Linked DNA regions of Zea mays: region 2 is linked to region 1. Evidence: chromatin contacts called from public Hi-C data. All regions are on one chromosome and are shown on one strand. The core of a region is the stretch at or near the end of the contact, and the rest is flanking DNA. Distances in the headings are between cores, read along the strand shown.

Region 1 (3,874 bases), core at 312-2,811:
CCGTCTTTCATGATAAGAGGAAACCTTCACCTCAAGAATATGGAAATAGAGGCCATGTAAACCAGGAAGGGTTTCAGAGGAAGGCAGCAGTGTACGCGTTTGATGATAATAGGCCTCAACAAAGAGAGAATTTTCCAGAGAGCCTGCATTTGCCAAAGATTGATAATTCAGATTCTGAGAACATAATGTATCCAGATAGGTCAGGAGAAAAAACAAGCAAAAGGGAAACTAGGATGGCACATAGTGGAATGCTAGAGTATGCTGATATGCAGAAGAAGAAAGCAACCTCAAGGCTTCCACAGAACGGTACTAATAATGTCATAGTGTCTCGAATGCAGAAATCAATATCCACATCAGATAATGAGGAAAGAAGTAGAAACAACTCTTTGATTGAGACAAAGACAGGTAGAAAGAGAAGAGACAGTTCTTCAGATGATGATAATTTATTTTTCTCCAAGTATGATAAAGATGCACCAGAACTCAAAGGTCCAATAAAAGATTTCTCACAGTAAGTTCCAGTATCCTTCACAATGTCAGTTATGTCTCCTTGAAGTACTTTTGTTTAGTGCATTTTGACTTTCTTCTACTTTTGTTGCTATAAGCATGCTGATAGATTGACTTATCCTTTTCTCGACTTATTTGATATGATCTTGGATATTCCTACAGATATTTAATTAGTAAGCTGTGTGGTATTTATTAGACTAGATATGCTTCTGTTTTCTTTTGGGTTATTTCATAGTCCAGCTTACCTTCTAGACATTTCTACTGGTACAAATCTGAGAATGATTGGATTATATCAGCAGGCCTGGACCGGCAATATATAAATTTACAATGCCTCTGACCTCCCCCCTTACTGTTTACACTTCGACCAGTGTCCCAATGGTATAGGATCTTTATTTTGCCTGTGTTGCCTAAAATAGTTGGTCTACCATATCTTTCGGTCGAACAAGGTGCTTGATGAGTGGAAGTATATTGGCACCAATCTGTAGAAATAAGGGAGATATTCAAAGTTATACCAATTACCAAGGAGTTAAGTTGATGAGCCCATAGTTATTAAGGCGACAAGCGCGAGCGACCCCCCTTTCACCTTTTGAGCGGAAAGGCGTAAGGCGATGCCTTACTCATATATAAAGATAGGAAAATATAGAGTTAAAGCGAGGTGTTTATATAAATTTATATATATATATATATATATATATATATATATATATATATATATATATATATATATATTATATTTGCACACAAAATTAGGTCCTAAAACACTACAATAGGTCTCTAACGTACAAAACTCAAAGAATCCAATATTTCGTTTTGAAAGGTGAAAAGTGGAAAAGAAAGGGAAAAAAAAGAATGGTATGGACTTTTATTTGGTGGTCCATCTAGAAGCCCATTAACTCAGCACAAACCCAGGTTCTACCATAGCCACACCCAAACCCTAACTTTGTCACTGCTCCACAGCCGCCACTAATTCACTGCTCTAGCAACTCCCCATCCCGCCGCGCTCCTGCGACCTCGCCGTCGTGCACCAGCAGCTCTCCACCGCGCGCGCTCCTGTGACCTCGCCACCGCGCGCGCTCCTGCAACTATTACATCCGCCGCCGCCGCGCCGCGTGTGCTCTCGCGACTGCGACCTTCGTCGCCGGCCGCGTGCCTGCGACCTTCGCCACCGCGCCTACGACCTCTGCTGCTGTGCCTTACGTCCGCGGGCAAGGCGAGCAGGATGTCTTGCCGTCTACGCGCGCCTTAGCGCTTTAGCGTCGCTTAAGCGACGCCTTGATAAGCATGGATGAGCCACACTATGAAGCTACGTGAGAGAGCTATTGAGTATCGTTTGAGAGGAATGACGAGTAGGGATGAAAACGATAAAAAACAGTTGGAAATGATGTCATCTACTCCCTCCAACATCACAATTCTGGTCGTCCTACACATGTAGCCAATTTCAAAATTGAAGTCGTTCTAGAGTTTTTTGCTCTACACTGGACCAAATAGCCACGCGCGGCCATGCTTAAACCAAACCTGAGGCAAGAAGAAATGATTTTGTGGGGCTTTGAACCCGCGACCTGAGCCTTCAACACAACAAGGACAACCAAGTAGATAGGCATGCGGTTTTGACTGAACTGGACTCGACGTCTATTTAATAGGGGCATATACAGAAATTTACATGCAATTATTTATTCCTTGGTATCACAAATAGTGTCCTAAACGACCTTAATTTTGAGTATGGAGGGTGTATACAAAAACAATTGTCGGTCGATCAGAAATTTACACATTTTTTCATAATTAATCTACTTATTGCAACTACAATACAATGATAGATATTTGAAATTCAAATTTTAAATACGGTAATTTTCAGAAATGGTATTATATTTACGGAAATGATACAGTTACGAGGCCTCGGTTGCATGATTTTCAGTTATGATTTTCATCCCTAATGACGAGGATATCTATGAAGTTTGAACCAATTTGGTTTCATGTTTAGACGGTCTGCCATGGAAGCCATTTTCTTAATAAGACAAGTGATGTAGTAGTATAGGGAGCAGAAGATGGACCTACACATGGTTTCCATCGACTTGGAGAAGACTTGTGACAAAATATCGAAAAATGTTATATGGTGAACTTTGGATAAACATAAAGGTCCAACAAAGTACGTTTAACTCATTAAGGACATGTACAAAGGACAACATCAAGGGTTAGCTTTGAGCCCTTACCTTTTTGCCGTGGTGATGGATGAGATCACAAGGGACATACGAGGGGATATCTTTTGGTGTATGCCTTTTTTGACAAAGTAGTGCTAGTTGATGAAAGATGAGGAAGACTAAATATGAAATTAGAGTTGTGGCAGGAAACTCTAGAGTCCAAAGGTTTTAGACTCAGTAGAATTAAAATCGAATACATGTGATATGACTTCGACACTACTACACATGGGGAAGGAGATGTTAGTTTGGAATGGGAAGTAGTGCTTAGGAAGGATACCTTTCGGTATTTAGGATCAATGCTATATAGAGGTGGAGATATTGATGAAGATGTTAGCCATAGAATCAAAACAAGGTGGAGGAAGTGGCACCAAGCATATGGCGGTCTATGTGACAAGAGGATACTGTGAGAAAGTGGACTAGGGAAAGTGGTGAATGATTATTGAGAGCAAGGCTCGAGTACATATAGGCAAGGATGGAATAGGAACAGTCCAATCAGGGAGATCCTTGCCTAATACAATCAACTAACCATACAGGGAGGAGGCGTTCAAGGCAACAAGCCTGTGCTGCCATCTATTACATTATTGATGGACCGAATGATGCGTTCAGCTTTACCGTTCTGGGACGAGGTGTAGGGGCAATGTTAGCAGTTCCTGCCGTGTACTAGGCTAGGATAGCAATCTGTGCTATTATGGATAGAAACTAGGCTAATTATGGTAGGAGAGATCCTGATTGGTGTAGGGGATCAATCTGGATCAACCCACACTAGGAAGGCCTGATACTGATTGATAGAGGGTATCAGCCCACACTAGGAAGGCCTGATACTGATTGATAGAGGAGATCAATCTGGCACTATTTCTATAAGCCACACATGATCTCTCCCTATAAATACTGTAACCGACTGGCTCTTCATTCATCAATACACAATAGCCTACACAACATATCTCTCTCACATGGTATCACGAGTTCGGGACATTCCCGTTCCTTCCACCTTCCGTTGAAATCTGCAGCCTGCTGCACCTGCGCGCTGCACGTCTGCAACTGCTGCACCTGCGCGCTGCTCCATGGCCGGTGACCAAGTTCCGCCCGCCCCACCCCTCGGCGCCTCCGACGGCGTCCAGATCGGCGCTCCGACCACCCCTGCTGCCACCATCACTGGCGCGGAGGAAGGCCAGCGT
Region 2 (3,965 bases), core at 1,291-3,790, 150 kb after region 1:
AACATTATGACATCACTATGTAGTGGTTTGTTTGTAGGTTCCTGTTGTAACCATTTGTTATATGTGGCAGACATCACTGGCAGCCTCTAGGTTTGCAGTAATTGAGAAGAAGCCTTTCCACTTTTTACACTGTTGGGCCATTCTTAAGGACCAACCAAAATGGATGGACAACCACATGGGTCAACAACATCAGCAAGCGAACGCTAATCCCACACATTCTAACACTGTCGATTTGGATGCAGAAGAATCTGTACCATCAAGCTTCACATCCAAGAGGCCCCTTGGTCGAGATTCTTCGAAGGAAAAGGCAAAGAGGACTAAATCTGTGGACACATCTTCATCAGATTCTGAGTTTATGACACGCATGGGTGATCTATCTTTGGAGCGCCTGTCAGTTTACAAAACAGCTGTTACAACTGAGGAAAAGAAGTTGGATTCAATGAACAGAAATGAGAGGCAGAAATTGCTCCTTGAAAAGAAGAAGTTAAACCTAGAGAAATTAAGGCTTGAAAGGCAGAAACTAAAGGAGGACAAGGAAGAGGAGATAATGATCTTAAGCATGGATTTGAGCAAATGTAACCCTCTCCTCCGGCAGTACTATGAAGCCAAGCAACAAGAGATTCTGGCAAGGGTTACTGGGTCTACTTCATCTGGGCAGTGAAGGTTCCTTACTTAATATGTTTGTTTCTCGTTTATGAATTGAGGCGTAATCGGACTTGGTACTGTGAGCTTGCTGTCGTGAGTTCGTAATCTGGTTTGTACCAGATTTTTTAGGTCGTCTTTGAACTATTTGTTTTCAAGTTTTTGTTTTGAACTATTTGTCATGTTTGGTACCTGAATGTTTTACTATATGTGTTGAACTATTTGGTTTCATGAAGTGTGAGCTTGGTGTAGTTTTTGTGTAGCATTTGTACACACATGTGGTTGCATGACAGTAGTACTCGTTCTTATTTATTTGAAACAGCAGCATCAAGTAGAACAGACATGACACTACTACACTAGGACACTCAGACACACATTACACACACTTGACACATGAAGTAGAACAGACATGACACTGACACAGACAGTAGAACAATGACAAGTAAACTAAGACAGTTCGACAGTAGATTTAAGAACAGCCATGACACAACTTGTTTCATTGCGTCCTATGCAACTCCGGATCCATGGCGCGCCCAGTGATGGTGTATCAGATCAACCTGAAGCTGAGTATATTTGTTGCGGTCTTTCAGTTGGTTGTACCTTTGATTGACGAAGTCGTTGCGCTCTTCCATTGAACCTTGAGTTGTGTCTGCCAGCACTCCGATGTTTTCAAAGGTTGTGTTCAAAGACAATGGACCTTCGTCTTCTACTATCATGTTGTGCAATATTATGCATGTTTTCATGATGTCCCCAATGTGTTCAGGACTCCAACCGTATGCAGGTCCACGGACCACACCCCATCTCTTCTGGAGTACACCGAAAGCTCGTTCTATATCTTTTCGAGCAGACTCTTGAATTGTTGCAAAGTGTTGGGTTCTAACGTCGTAGGGGTTACGGATTGTCTTCACAAATGCGGGCCAGTCTGGGTAAATCCCGTCTGCTAGGTAATATCCCATATTGTACGTGTGCCCATTCACAGTGAATGAAACGGGTGGTGTGTCACCGCTAAGATGCCTTTCGAAAAGGTTTGAACGATGAAGAACATTTATGTCGTTGCAACTACCTGGCAGACCAAAATATGCATGCCATATCCACAGGTCATACGACGCAACAGCTTCCAAGATCATGGTAGGATGTTTACCACGCCCTGTAAACATCCCCTTCCATGAACTTGGGCAGTTACGCCACTCCCAATGCATGCAATCAACACTACCAAGCATACCAGGAAACCCACGTGACTCGCCAACTTGGAGAAGGCGTGCGATGTCTTCTGCATTTGGTGCACGAAGATAGTACAGAGCAAACGCGGTTTGGACGGCCGTGCAAAAGTGTTTCAATGCCTCATGAGCAGTAGATTCGCCAATACGCACGTATTCGTCAACGGCATCAGCTGGAATACCGTAAGCAAGGATTCGAACAGCAGCAACAACTTTCTGTAGAGCAGAAAGACCCATATCACCCGCACAATTTGGACGTTGAATAAAATAAGGATCCACTTGTTGCACAGCATCAACAAGGCGCTCAAAGACATGGCGACGCATGCGGAACCTACCATAGAATTCATGTGTCATAATAGGGGTCGTAGAGTTTTGTACATGGTAAAAAGAATGTGTTAATTGTAAATACCTCCTACGAAATTGAGCATCCGTGTACACGGGGTTGGCTCCAAAGTAGTCCGCTCGGATTCTTGCATCGCCGCTCATGTGATCACGATGAATCCTAACACGCCCTGGAATCGAACCACCATGACGACGCTCATTGCGTGCACGTCGCCTCCTATTGACCATGTGCCTCGCCAACTGCAACTCTTCTTCTTCCTCTTCCATTTCTTCCATCAAGCGCACAAGAAAATTGTTTTCTAAGTAGGGATTCATGGTAGTCGAGTTTGTAAAGGCAAGGTTGAGTGAAGTATGGAAGGGTCACTTGGTATTTATAGAGGAAGTACGCTTCGGATAGAAGACAAGCGCTTGTCGTGCAAGGGAAGCAAGGCTATGGCTTCTCGAAGAAGAGTACTGGCTTACGGTGCAAGATTGTCCATTTTAAAACTTATTTTGGCAACAATATTATAGTATGTGGCGCGTTACCCACAACAATTACACAACAACAAAACAATCAATGTAATTATTATTGATATTTCGAATTTATTGCTTTAAAAATTAATAAATACAATTTTTTCGGATCATTTGTATAGTGTCAAATGATAACAAAACAAAGAAAAATGAAAAAGAAATGGAAAATGTGAATCTGTTAACACTGTAGCTTTAGGGGATGGAATTTAGAGGACGCTGCTGGAGACGGAGAATATATAGAGGACAGAATCTTTTAGAGTGTTCTGTAAAGGACAGAGAATATTCCTTTAGGGGACGAAATTTAGGGGACGCTGCTGGAGACAGCCTAACACTGTGGCTATAGGGGACCGAATTTAGAGGACGTTGCTGGAGACTGAGAATATATAGAGGATAGAATCTTTTAAAGTGTGCTGTAAAGGACAGAGAATATTCCTTTAGGGGATGAAATTTAGGGGACGCTGCTGGAGATAGCCTAAAGAGCGTAGAAAACTGTTTGAAACTCTATATTTAGAGTACACCAGCCTAAGACCCTGTTTGTTTCGGATTATAATCTCTTTAGATTATATAATCCAGCGCAAATAATCCAATAGGTAAACAAACATATAGATTATGAGTTCAGATTATATAATCTAAAGCCCAGATTATGATAATCTCATAATCTCCTAAGAGTAGCTTATTTGAGATTATTTTGGCAAAAAACCCACTACCTATGGTTATGTAAATAGAAATTACAATATATGCCATACTTCTTTTCTCACCTCAAATAAACAAACAAGGGTATTACTGTCTAAACAAACAGGCCTAAATTTGTTCTTGCACGTTTGGACGATTGTAGGCCCCACCTGGGAGCCCACGCCTTGGTCAGCAGTGGCTCCACGCGTCTCCGACCGGCTGCCCCCCACTCCCCCACTTCGACCCGGGGGCGCCCTCTCTCTGTCTCCGGAACCCTTCCAGCCTTCTCGCTCCTGGAACCCAGACCTCAACCCTTCCGTCCCCGACCATCGACCCCCGAAGGACCTGGCGGTGTCCAGATTTCCAGAAGCATCCCCCATCCAGCCCCCGGCGATCGTGCGGAACCTGGCGGCTGGGGACGCGGGAGAAGCGGCGAGGGCTAGCTGGAGATGGACACGGCGGAGAAGATGCGGTGGCCCTTTTCGGACGGCAGCGTCACCGATCTCCTGGACGCCCGCAGCCTCCACGGCTCCCCCGTAAGGCCCCGTGGAGCAGCAAACCCCTGGGATTTCTCCTAGCGCT

The links. A called contact is a pair of places that touch in the nucleus more often than the background predicts.
Region 2: a contact with region 1 is called in a Hi-C map of endosperm, with 2.2 times the contacts expected there. The contact joins the promoter of LOC103631823 here to the enhancer-like site in region 1. A contact is called at or near these places in 5 of 25 Hi-C or Micro-C datasets (endosperm, leaf, tassel and 1 more).

What each region holds. Positions count from the first base shown.
Region 1 is chr1:18,479,385-18,483,258 of Zm-B73-REFERENCE-NAM-5.0, forward strand. LOC103631822 (serine-aspartate repeat-containing protein F) reads left to right here. Exons shown (of 13, transcript XM_008653565.4): 8 at 1-508. Among protein-coding and RNA genes, the nearest start is that of LOC103631822, 8.0 kb to the left of the region's middle. Within about 2 kb of position 1,562, at least 1 of the 20 cell types and tissues checked has an H3K27ac peak or open chromatin away from gene starts, as enhancers often do. A contact at or near this core is called in endosperm, where this site is marked.
Region 2 is chr1:18,632,098-18,636,062 of Zm-B73-REFERENCE-NAM-5.0, forward strand. It overlaps LOC103631823 (protein ALP1-like), which reads right to left and starts at 2,541. Exons shown (of 2, transcript XM_008653575.4): 1 at 2,269-2,541; 2 at 922-2,190. The coding sequence starts at 2,516. The coding sequence ends at 1,149. It overlaps LOC103631824 (DDB1- and CUL4-associated factor 8), which reads left to right and starts at 3,556. Exons shown (of 20, transcript XM_020545330.3): 1 at 3,556-3,919. The coding sequence starts at 3,833.